Linked DNA regions of Sus scrofa: region 1 is linked to region 2. A link is a contact called in public HiChIP or PLAC-seq data. All regions are on one chromosome and are shown on one strand. Each heading gives the region's core, a stretch centred on a gene start, on an enhancer-like site or on the middle of the called end of the contact. The rest is flanking DNA. Distances are from core to core; before and after follow the strand shown.

Region 1 (6,808 bases), core at 367-2,866, 170 kb after region 2:
ATGAGTGTCATGTTTAGGAAAGTGCAGGTTCCTGGATTACTACGTAACAGAATGGGGCTCAATAGGCACCAAATTAGGCATTTTGGAAATTTGTGAAGGCATTTTTTGGTTTTGTTTTAATTTTTTTTTTTTTTTTTGGCTTTTTAGGGCTGCACCCACAGCACATGGAAGTTCCCAGGCTAGGGGTCCAATGGAAGCTACAGCTGCCAGCCTACAGCACAGCCACCGCAACACCGGATCCTTAACTCACTGAGCAAGGACATGGATCGAACCCTCGTCCTCATGGATACTAGTCGGGTTCATTAACCACTGAGCCACAACAGGAACTCCTGTTTTAATTATTAACATGATGGCAGTGGGACCCTATTGCAATTTGTAGCTGGAGACCAAAGATACCTGGAAATATAAGACACAGTCACACACAGCAAGGATTAGCCTAGGACCTGTGTCACATTCATTGCAGTGAAAGATGTATGTGTAAAATCTAGCTGTATTTTTTATTTTTGTCTTTTTAGGTCTGAATCCATGGCACATGGAAGTTTCTAAGCTAGGGGTCGAATTGGAGCTATAGCTCTATTTTACGTACTAAATGCGAAATATTTTTGCCCAATTGTAATACACAGTGAATTTTCCAGGATTACAAGTAGAGTGTAAATCAAAAGAAGTTCTTTTTTTTTTTTTTTTTTTCCTCCTCCTGGAAATCTGCCAAGAGTTGGTCACCATTTCAGGAAATTCATCACCAATCTACAGAGCCATGTCAGAGCCATGGCCTGCATTTTTACTGCAGGATTCAAACAGTACAGGGAGCAAACGATTTATGACTAGTGCAGCTTGCCTAGGCTTTTAACATACTGACATTTTTTTTTTTTTTTACTTTGCTCTACTTCTCCTAAATCTTACACGTACAACTTTATTTTTACTTATGTAAAGTACATGCATAATGTGAGCTTATATCCTCTATACATTTCATTTCAGAATAAAGTTGATACAAGAAGGTCTTATAGTGGAGAGAACCACTGATTTAACCAAAAAGTTGGAACTCCTACAGAATATTTCTCAGCAGAAATCATTTTTAAGCTGAAACTTGAAAGAGTATCCAGATCTAATGAACAGGCAGTAAAGGGAGCGGCTTAAAAGTCTGATTCTCAAAGTTGGTAACACAGTAACACGTTACTCTGATCCATAACTGGTATAAATTTCTGGAAAATAATTGGACAATATGGATCAGGAATCTTGGAAATGTTCATAGTTTTGCAATGTTAGCAACTTCCCTGCTAACATTCTATCCTGAGGAAACCGTTCGAAATACAAGCAAAGACACACAAAGATCTACAGCAAAGTACGTTCTTTTTTTATTTGTTTTTTTGGCAGTGATGCCGGCATGCAAACATTTCCGGGCCAGGGATCAAACCCATGCCATAGCAGTGACAGTGCTAGATCCTCAACCTGCTGAGCCACCAGGCAACTCCAAAATACAATGTATAATAACAAGAACTGAAATCTTCCACATGTCTAAGAATAGGAGGGTGATTAAATAAATCATGATACCGCCATATGGTAGAGTCTTACACAGACACTGGAAATCACATGCCTCTCCACTGATTCATCTCGAACCAGTTCCTTTCTAGGAGTTACCGTGCAAATTTCACATCCTGCCATAAAGTTATGCTAACCAGCTCTCTAACCAAACAGCAAATCTCTGAGAAAAGAGGAAATTTCTGTATCACCTTCAGGAGCGGACACAGAACTATGCAAAGAGCTGTGTGACAGAGGCTTGCTGATTCATTAATTTTAAGGTGCAGTGTGATGGCTCAATTTGTGTCCGCGCCGCAGACATACAGCAGTGCTTGGAAACCAGAAAGCATGAAACACAGAGTAAGCTATCTTCCTGCTCTCGAATCCTCCAGGGTGCCATTCACTCTGCTAAGACTGTAGTATCTCTTTTCTAGTTTGCCCATTAGAAGATGACAAGAAGGAAGAAAAACAGCCAAAGAGCTGCAGAGCAAGCTAAAGTGAGCTGCTCCCCTGGGCCTCCCTAATGAAATTCAAGGACCTGAGCAAGGAGAAAGGCAGCTGCAGTGCAAATGTTTTAAGAACTTAAAGGGCTCAAGGGCCTTAACCCTAGAAGGTACAATGGATTTTGGCTCTGTTTCTCTCTCTCTCTGTGGAAATGAAACCTTATTAATTCTGAAAGCCTGTATTCTCCCTGGACCCCAGATAAGGCAAGACTGTAACCACAACCTCCAAACACTCTAAAGTGACCCCCAAGACTCCTGCAGCATATCGTGCATTCAATATCACAGGCCTGGTGAGGCTGCCTCCTCCCCCACAATAACAGACCCCTCTCTTTCCTTTGTGCCTGGGCACTGGGATAGACTGGGCTGTTTTTCCTAATTATTTACATCCCTCCTGAAAGAGGGCTGAACATCGGCTCTCATCGTCTTGTGACCCGTGATGCTACCACATGGAGAATTAATATTTATCCCTCCCACTGACTCTGGGCTTGGCCATCAGGCTTGCTTTACCCAAAAGAAGGTGGGCAGAAGTGATGAACTGGCTTCTAAGAAGAAGCTTTGGGAGTCACTGCATGATGACCAAGGGCTCTCACAAGACCAAGGGCTGGGGTCCCAGGGCAGCTGGGACAGGGACCAGATCAGCAGAGCTGCTCAGTGATCCCAAGCCAGCATGTTAACAGAGTGAATAAATACACCTTGTTGTAAGCCTCAGAAATGTTTTGTTATTGCTTTGGATTTGCTTTACTGTTACTGGCTGTTTGTTATTGCAATGTAACCTAGAGAAAGATGACTTGTATTTGAGGCTTGGTGGTACTAACATATTGTTTTTTCTTAAGAAGTCAGGTGAAGCCAGGCTGTGGCCACTGGTAGAGGCATCTTCATGCCAGATACACAAGATTCACTCCTTTTTTTTTTTTTTTTTTTTTTTTTTTTTTTTTTTTTTTTTATGGCTGTACCTGCAGCACATAGAAGTTCCTAGGCTTGGAACTGAATTGCAGCTGAAGGCCTACACCACAGCCACAGCAACACCAGATCTGAGCTGCATCTTCGACCTACACCACAACTTGCAGCAATACTGGATCCTTAACCCACTGAGCAAGGAAGGGGATCAAACCTGTATCCTCAGGACACTATGTTGAGTTCTTAACCCACTGAGCCACAACTGGCACTCCCAGATCCATTCTTCACTGTGGGTCACATTTGCACAGAAAGGACAAGGACCAGTTCTAGTTCTAGTGCTGTGTGGACAGGCCCAGACTGTTCATGGATTACCTTGTCCTTCAGCAAACACTGATTGTTTCAGGCCCAGAGACTCAACTTATAACCTGTGACCCATGATTTTTAGCCCTACGGACTAGCCCAAATGGCTTCTGATTTTTACATTCAGCAGATGAATCTAGTTCCTGAAGACAAATGACCCACACAAAATATTTTTACATAAAAATTAGTTCTGACAAAGGAACATGTCCTATAGGAAAAGCTAAAATTAACTGGACTGAGGAACACAGTTTTTATGAAAGGTCAGGTGTGTCTAGAGCCCGGTCAGAAGTAAAAGCTTTAATATCTGTTATAGATCAGGTCCCACTGTCCAGTCTTTTGCTTTTAATGATTTTTGTTTTTTTCCATTATAGTCTATTTACAGTGTTCTGTCTATTTCTACTGTACAGCAAAGTGATCCAGTCATCCATCTGTCTATCTATCATCATCTATCTATCTATCTATCTATCTATCTATCTATCTATCTATCATCTATCTTCTTTTTCACACATTATCCTCCATCATGCTCCATCACAAGTGACTGGGTATAGTCCCCTGTGTTATACAGCAGGATCTCATTGCTTATCTACTCCAAATGCAATAGTTTGCATCTATTAACCCCAGATTCCCACTCCATCCCACTCCCTCTCCCTCCCCCTTGGCAACCACAGGTCTTTTCTCCAAGTTGACGAGTTTCTTTTCTCTGAAATGTTCATTTGTGCCATATATTAGATTCCAGATATAAGTGATATCATACGGTATTTGTCTTTCTCTTTCTGACTTACTTCACTTAGTATGAGAGTCTCAAGTTCTACCCGTGTTGCTGCAAAATGGCATTATTTTGTTCTTTTTTATGGTTGAGTAGTATTCCATTGTGTATATGTACCATATCTTAATCCACTCATCTGTCAATGGACATTTAGGTTGTTTCCATGTCTTGGCTATTGTGAACAGTCCAAAGCCCAGTCTTAAATGTGCTTATTTGTTTGTATCTGCTATGTATCCAAATTTGTTTTTACATAACAATTTCACAAATCTAGTTAAGTATTAAATCTCAATTCAAAGCAAACTAAATATGCTGCCACTTAGGCTGGACCCAACTAAGAGCCAAAACCAGAACCTTACCAAACAGTGGTGTTTAACATGTGGCTTCTTGAGAAGTAAGTGTCAGATTGAAATGTCCCTTATCTAGATAAGGACTTGATCCTGGAGACTAGCCCTGGGTTAATCTGGGTGCACAGAAGGGGGATGTGGCCTCCTTCCAAAAGGAATAAAGGGAGGGGGATAAGAGATAAAAGAAGCCACACGAGAACTAAAATGTATTTTCTTAGGTTATTATTCTTGGTTACTCATTATTATGTTTCATGATTTCCTAGTAAAAATTTTAAAGCTTTTTCTGCCTCTTAAAACAGTGGAGCTTCTAATATCTCTATCAATAAAGTACATTTATCCTTCATCAGATTTTTTAAAACTTGCTTTTCTAAAAGCAGGGGTACATGTCTAATTTTACCTAGAAATGTGTTCCCACAGGGCTGCAAACGCCAATACATCACCCGCTCCTATCCGCCTTTCCCCTCCCATCATCATCAAGAGAATCATCGTCACGGAGTTCCTGTTGTGGTGCAGTGGAAACAAATCTGACTAGTAACCATGAGGTTGTAGGTTCGATCCCTGGCCTTGCTCAGTGGGTTAAGGATCTGGCTTTGCTGTGGCTGTGGTGTAGGCCGGCAGCTACAGCTCTGATTTGACCCCTAGCCTGGGAACCTCTATATGCCTCGGGTGTGGCCCTAAAAAGCCAAAAAAAAAAAAAGAGAGAGAGAGAATCATCATCATGTGACCTGTTACTAAATAACTATTCACAGTGGGCCAGGCACTGTGCTAAGAACATTCTGATTATTTCTTTTCATTTAGCAAAACTGAGTTGTTTACCTCCATGTACAAAGCCCTGCAGAATCTAGTTCCCGTCTAACTCTAGTTTCTTTCTTCCTCTCCTTTTCGATGCCAGCCATACTCATCTATTCGCAATTCTGTGGGTGTGTGTGAAGCTTTTTGTCAATTCAACCTCTGAGGCTCTGCTGGCACCTCTCCCTGGAATGGTCCTTCTCTCCCTTCTCTCGGCTCTTGGCATTGCTAATCCCTTCTCATCTTCAGACTCGAATCTGACATCCCCGGGAAGCTACCGCTAAGCGTTCAGCTTAAGTCATCACCGTGTTATTTTCTCTCATATACTTTCTTTCCTTCACGATACTTTGCCCACCTTGAAATTATGTGGTTTGGGGCTTACTTGTTTCATACCTCTGTGTTCTGCACATCCACCTCCAGCACAGTACCTGGCACTGAAGTTACTTAATAAATATCAAGGAGTTCCTGTCATGGCGCAGCAGAAACGAATCCGACTAGGAACCATGAGGTTGCGGGTTCGATCCCTGGCCTTGCTCAGTGGGTTATGGATCTGGCATTGCCGTGGGCTGTGGTGTAGGTCACAGACATGACTTAGATCCTGTATTGCTGTGGCTATGGCATAGGCTGGCAGCTGTAGCTCCGATGGGACCCCTAGCCTGGGAACCTCCATGTGCCGCAGGCGTGGCCCTAAAAAAGCAAAATAAATAAATAACTAAATAAAAATTGTTGCAATTCCTACTTAAAAAAATGAACATAAAATAAAGTCCAAAGTCAACTTTTAAATAAATAAATAATAAATGTTTAGAACATGAGTACATAAATGCGTGAATAACTTCTAATCCTTCCGGAAAGAATAATATTACTGTTTCTGAGGTGGATGAGAAACCTGAGGTTTACTGATGTTAAATACCTCGCCATTGGTCAAACGGAGACTTGAAGTCCTTTGTCATCTTTTCATGCAAGATTGTTTTCGTTTATACCTCTCGATCTGCCCCAATAGCACCCATGCTCTGATAAACATCATTTCCAAATCCTCTTCTCACTCCGTGCTCTCCATCTCCCTTACCCACTGGGTCTGTGATCTCCACAGAAGCATGCAACTCCTTGACCGACAGGACGGATCTATGCCACACGGTCCCTCACGGGCCCCAAACTAGGTGGTTCTACCCTCTCAGTCCATGGCCTGGCTTCCTCAGCACCAATCGGTAACATTATCTCAACTGAGCAATGGCGTCTTTTTTTTTTTTTTTTTTCCTTTTGTCTTTTTAGGGCCGTACCCACGGCATATGGAGGGTCCCAGGACAGGGGTCTAATCGGAGCTGTAGCTGCCAGCTTATGCCACAGCCACACCAGATCTGAGCTGGGTCTATGACCTACACCACAGCTCACAGCAACGCCATATCCGTAACCCACTGAGCGAGGCTAGGATCAAACCCACAACCTCATGATTCCTAGTTGGATGCAATTCTGCTGCACCACGATGGGAACTCCGTGCAATGGAATCTTTTATTACTTCAATAAAAAGCACCAAGATGGCCAAGCAATTGTGGAAAAACTGTTTTGACAACAAAAATGCTAGAAACTAACCAAAAGTTTCTAGTCTCTGCCCAAACCCCAAATCCAATATTCTAAGA
Region 2 (6,070 bases), core at 2,633-5,132:
TAACCCACTGAGTGAGGCCAGGGATCGAACCCGAAACCTCATGGTTCCTAGTCAGATTCGTTAACCACTGAGCCACGACGGGAACTCCTACAATCTCAATCTTAATAAAATAGTTCTCTCCTAATTACTAGGGGTGTGGGATTGGCATATGCACGCTGAAGTATATGGAATCACTGGCCAACGGAGACCTGCTACAGAGCACAGGGAACTCTACTCAATATTCTGTGACAGACTATATAGGAGAAGAATCTGAAAGAGAATGGCTGTGTGTACATGTATAATGGAATCATTTTGTTGTATAGCAGAAATGAACACAGCTTTGTAAATCTATTTCAATAAAACTTTAAAAAATGAAAAAAATGGATTTTTGGATTTTATGGATTCAAAGCTTCCATTTTCTTACTAGTTTGACTCTTTTAAAAACGTATTGGAGTATTATGGACTCTGAAATATGAAGAACTCTAGTTAGGCACATTGTTATTATAACTGGCCAGTCTTCTTCTGTAGAAAACCAAGGGGCTATTTTAGCATAGCTCAAGAAAGATCCAGAAGTAACTGAACAATAACTGATTGAGTGATTGATATTGCTGTTTTTAAAAAGGATTTGAATGGTTCACGGTTAGAAATCATGAGGCAAAGTATGACACTAAGAGTTATGGAGAAGGATAAGGTATTCCGTAACAAAAGATGTCAGCTTTTTTGTTCACTGTAATTGATCATTCAGTTTAGCTCTTTGAGGGCTTCTGGTTTAAAGTGCCTTCCGGCTCATAGGCCCAGACACAGCATTTCCTATCACTTACTGTGCATGGACAAAATGCCAGACTCAGCTAATAACTCACTTGGATTGCCTTATCCAATTAGCAACATAACCTCTCAGACATATACTATTACCCTGGTTGTGCAGATTAAGACACTGGACTTCTGAACGATTGCACACTATGCCGAGGTTCAAAGGGCCAGTCATCAGGAAATTGGGATGCAAATTATCCCTTCGATTCCAAATCCCCGAGTAATGCATAAGGAAACAGAAAGTGATGAGTATTTCGATCATACTGAAAACAGGAAGGGGCAACACACTGCCAGCATCAAAAGGGATTATTAGCAACTGCAAGGCTAACGGTGTATGTGCCAAACCACGATCGATGGCCTTTATCCCTTCCCAACATCTGCCCTGGGCTTAGAATCACAGCGACTAAAAATTGTGAGGCATCCATTTATCATGTGACTCCTGCTTTTAGAACCAACCAGAGTGCTGTTTCCATGATCCTCCTCTACGCCTGTTTGTATAACTTCCTGCAAACAACAGGGTAGGAGGTAGGTATATGAGATTCAGGGCAAGCTCTAAAACTTGCTAAAAGCAGGAATAGAAGCTGGCATACATCTCACGAGAGTGCACCCAGGATGGTCTTTTCCTCGTCTCCATCTAGAGGACTGGAGGACAGGATGCTCAGGCTAGAGGACAGGTATTAGTCCAGAAGCTAGATGCTTGCATCAGCCCTTGTACAACCTGTGGATCATAGGATGCATCCCTCCCTTCTCTCTCCCTTCCTCCTTTCCCTTTCTCCTTCCTTCTTTCTGTCTTTCCTTCTTCCCTCCCTTCTTTCAGACACATTCTCAACCAAATAGAGGGCAAGCCACATCCCCTTGTTGGGAGCAGTATGAAAGGGAAACAAAACAAACACTGAACCTACAAAAAGTTGTGCCAGGGAGTTCCTGTCGTGGCGCAGAGGTTAACGAATCTGACTAGGAACCATGAGGTTGCAGGTTCGGTCCCTGCCCTTGCTCAGTGGGTTAACGATCCGGCATTGCTGTGAGCTGTGGTGTAGGTGGCAGACGCGGCTGGGATCCCACACTGCTGTGGCTCTGGTGTAGGCCAGGGGCTACAGCTCCGATTCGACCCCTAGCCTGGGAACCTCCATATGCCGCGGAAGTGGCCCAAAGAAATAGCAAAAAGACAAAAAAAAAAAAAAAAAGTTGTGTCAGGAGTTCCTTGGTGGCTCAGTGGGTTAAGCGTCTGGCGTTGTCACTGCTGTGGCTTAGGTCACTGCTGTGGCATGGATGTGATCTCTGGCCTGGGAACTTCCATGTGCTCTGGGTCCAAAAATATATTTCAAAGGAAGGGAATGTGGGCATTGCATTAAAGATTCGGAAATGAAGTGATTCTCTGATGGAGCTTTAACTTCCCCAGGAGAATGGACCTGTAATATGACATCTGTAGTCTCCCCTATTTCAATAGTCAAGTCCCCACCTTGGTCACCTCCTGTGAACCTCTCAAGCTGACAGCCCCTGGCCATGCACACAGAGATCCTCAGCAAGTTTTTAGTACTACATTCTTTTTTTGAAGGGCCACACCCGCAGCATATGGAAGTTCCCAGGCTAGGGGTCTAATCGGAGCTACAGCCACCGGCCTACACCACAGCCACGGCAATGCCAGATCCAAGCCACGTCTGTGACCTACACCACAGCTCACGGCAATGCCAGACCCCTGACCCACTGAGCGAGGCCAGGGATTGAACCCGCATCCTCTGGATACTAGTCGGATTCATTTCCACTGGGCCACACCGGGAAGTCCCAGTACTACATTCTTAAATATGAATGAACAGCCAAGGGTGATCACACATTTAGGGAACCATCCAATGTAAAAGGCAGAGACAAATGGAAGTAAATAGGAAAGAGGAACCTAAAGGAAATGGACCCCCAAAGAGCCACTACAAAAAGCTTCGAAATTATGACGAAAATATTCACATATGTAGGTGAAGATATTGAATATATATGATATCGTCTGATAGTCAAAAAATGATGGTGAAATGATAATTACAGGTATGCACGTCCTCAAAAGCATAATCACCCATGCCCACGTCCTTAGGGAGCCACAAGAGCCTGTGCCTCACCGAAAAGAGGAAATTAACCAAGAAGGGGAAATGCACATATCATAAAGCCCAGCCCAGGAGTGGCAGGAAGGGACTTGCAGATTTGATGAGTCTGGGAGCTCTGGACATGGCAGCGGGAATCAGGCTGGCAGCTGATGGGCAAAGGCTCTAGGAAAGCATTGCTAAGGAAAACGAATGGAACCAATAGAGGCGTTTTATTATATAAGGCGGGGGATGTACACCCGGAGTGGAAAGAGTGTGGAAGAATTAGTGACAGATACACAGAAAACCAAAAAAAAAAAAAAAAAAACAACAAAAGTGTAAAAAGGATACAATTATGATTATTTCTCCAAAAAACAAAAGCAAATGCTACAACAGTACACGACCTGGCTTAAGTGGGAGTAGTCCCTATAACCAAAGTAATGCAAACAAAGAATGACAGTTTAAACAGCATCTCTGAGAGTATTTGGGGAGGAAGTTGGGGGTGGCGGTGGGAAGTGAACTGAACACGACCCTGTGTGCATTTGCAGTAATGGTACGGAGGTGTCTGAAGACAGCTAAATCTTTATCTTGCAAAGTTGAAAAAGAAAATCATGGACTTGGAAAATAGACTTGTGGCTGCCTGATGGGAGGGGGCGGAGTGGGAGGGATCGGGAGCTTGGGCTTATCAGACATAACTTAGAATAGATTTACAAGGAGATCCTGCTGAATAGCAATGAGAACTTTGTCTAGATACTCACGTTGCAACAGAACAAAGGGTGGGGGAAAAAAAAGTAATGTATACATGTAAGGATAACTTGATCCCCTTGCTGTACAGTGGGAAAATAAAATAAAATAAAAAAATAAATAGATAATGCTTAAGAGAGAAAAAACAGAGAAAGTGTAGAAGAGGGATATTATTTTGAAATAACAACATAAATACCAAAAGAAGTAGCTGAAAGAGTTCAAAGTGGGTGCCTTTGGCATCTATGATTCAGAGATGGGGAAATGAGAAGTAAGACATGATTCAGAATTTGTGGTTGATGCCGTAAATTTATTTTTTAGTTGAGTTCTGAAACTATGACTTTTCATATTATCCTTCCTGTAGAGCATGAGAATATTCTGCTGCTAAGATTCCAAAGGACTGGAGTTCCCATCATGGCTCAGCGGTTAAAGAAACTGACTAGCATCCATTGAGTATGTGGGTTTGATTCCTGGCCTCTCTCAGTGGGTTAGGGATCCAGTGTTGCCAAGAGCTATGGTGTAGGCCACAGACATGGCTTGGATCCCGTCTTGCTGTGGCTGTGGCTGTGGTATAGGCCGGTGGCGGCTATAGCTCTGATTCAACCCCTAGCCTGGGAACCTCCATGTGCTATGGGTGTGGCCCTAAAAAAAAAGACAAAAAAAAAAAAAAAAAAAAAAGATTGTGAAGGATTATATTTCAGTAGGACCTCAAAGGAAAAAAAAAAAAACCAAAAACTGTTAGCATAGGCATCAAAATTTAGTAATGGCTGTGTAATTCCAAGTATTTTTATATTTTTTTATTTTCTGAACTCTCCAAATAGCATTCAATAGCATCCATTATATTTATAATGAGAGAAATTGATGAAAATTAGTATACAAGTGAATTTCTGTCACTTACAACTACATAATAGTATTCACTGCCCAAGCAAAGATAAGAAAATGCTTTAAAATATGATATAGTATGAATGGTGAATTTTTTTCCCTACTTCATTCTTGTCTCTGTATTATTCATTTAACAATAGGAAAAAAAAGTCCCTTTAAAATCAGCAAGCTTAGTCCCAAATGTTCTGGCTTCTGGATAAAAGACAACATACTGGGTTCCATGATTTCCAATATCTGATAAAAGACAACATTTCAATCCTTCAGATGTTAGAACGAAGGAGTAAAATTTGAAGATTTTTGAGGCTTGAATACGATCATTTTAGGGCAATACAAAGAGAGAGTAATACAGAGATGTTCCATATTTTTTGAATTTCACTCCCCAGCAGGAGACAAGGCAACTGAAAAGAAAAGGAGCTTGTTCTTGAAAAGGATAATGATATTCCTTCTACTAATGATTCCTTCAACAACTGCTGTGTCTATTACGTGCCAGGCACTGGGGATGCAGCAGGGAACAAAACTAAGCACACGTCTCAATGGTGCCCTCCATCCTAGTCGGGGGAGCAGCCGATACACAGACAAACATATATGTGGACTGTCAGCTGGGTGTGCAGTGAAACCAAGAATGCAGGGAGAGGGCCAGACCAGGTGGGGTGGGGTCTATTTCATGCAGGGGCTCAGGGAAGGCCTCATGATCATTGGAGCAGAGCCCAGAGTGAACTGAGGCAGGCACTGGGGAGGAGCATTCCAGACAGATCCCACAGTGCATGGGAAGTTGGCTGTGGGAGCATCTCAGTACAGTCCAGGAACAGAAAGGAGGCCAGGGTAGCTGGACCCCAGTGAGCAAGCAGGGGGCGGGGGAATTGAGATGAGACGTGGGGGTAGCAGAAGGAAGGGGCGGCAGATGATACAAGGCCAGGCAGGCCTTTGTGAAGACTTGGGACTTCCATCCGAGCCAGATGAGAGCCCATCAGAGGATTTTCAAGGAGGGCAACATGGCGTGACATAGGTTTAAACTCATCGCACTGGCTGCTGTGCTGAGATGCAGAGAGACAAGAGTGGAAGTAGGAAGACCCGTTGAGAGTTATTGTAATAAATCTGAGTGGTGATGGTGCTGGATGCGGAGGTAACGAGAAGGAGTGGTGAGACAGGCTGGGACCTGGGACCCTTTGCTGCAGGGCTTGGACCTGGACAAATATCTCCTCGTGCAACAAAATACAAAGAAACCATAAGGGACTCAAAACAACTGTGTACATGGGCAGCTGAGATGAATTATGGACAAGAATATACCAAAAAAAATTTCTTTTGTGGCCTCTTATCAATTTATCTTGATTCAGGAAGGCCAAGAACCCTGGTCAGTAACAGTCAGATTCTGGTTCTTTCTTAAAGATCCAGCCACTGAGACTTGCTGGTGGATATAGTACAAGGTGTGAGGGAAAGGACCCCAGAACAGACATCAAGGCTTTGGACCTGAGCCACCAGAAGTTTGGGACAGTTATTTACTGAGATGACACAGACTTGGAAAAAGAGCAAGCTGGGAGGAGAAATATACCAATATTCATCTACGATTAATCCAGTACACGTGCACACGCATCTGG

The links. HiChIP or PLAC-seq counts read pairs in DNA pulled down with a chosen protein or histone mark.
Region 1: an H3K27ac HiChIP or PLAC-seq map of alveolar macrophages shows a contact between it and region 2. The contact joins two enhancer-like sites. A contact is called at or near these places in 1 of 47 Hi-C or Micro-C datasets (embryonic fibroblasts) and 1 of 2 datasets of contacts at active chromatin or transcription factors (alveolar macrophages).

What each region holds. Positions count from the first base shown.
Region 1 is chr10:43,356,270-43,363,077 of Sscrofa11.1, forward strand. All of the region lies in intron 17 of CUBN (cubilin), which reads right to left. Among named protein-coding and RNA genes, the nearest start is that of CUBN, 55 kb to the right of the region's middle. Within about 2 kb of position 1,617, at least 26 of the 83 cell types and tissues checked have an H3K27ac peak or open chromatin away from gene starts, as enhancers often do. A contact at or near this core is called in alveolar macrophages and embryonic fibroblasts, where this site is marked.
Region 2 is chr10:43,186,244-43,192,313 of Sscrofa11.1, forward strand. The region is part of intron 49 of CUBN (cubilin); the gene reads right to left. Among named protein-coding and RNA genes, the nearest start is that of CUBN, 230 kb to the right of the region's middle. Within about 2 kb of position 3,883, at least 4 of the 83 cell types and tissues checked have an H3K27ac peak or open chromatin away from gene starts, as enhancers often do. A contact at or near this core is called in alveolar macrophages and embryonic fibroblasts, where this site is marked.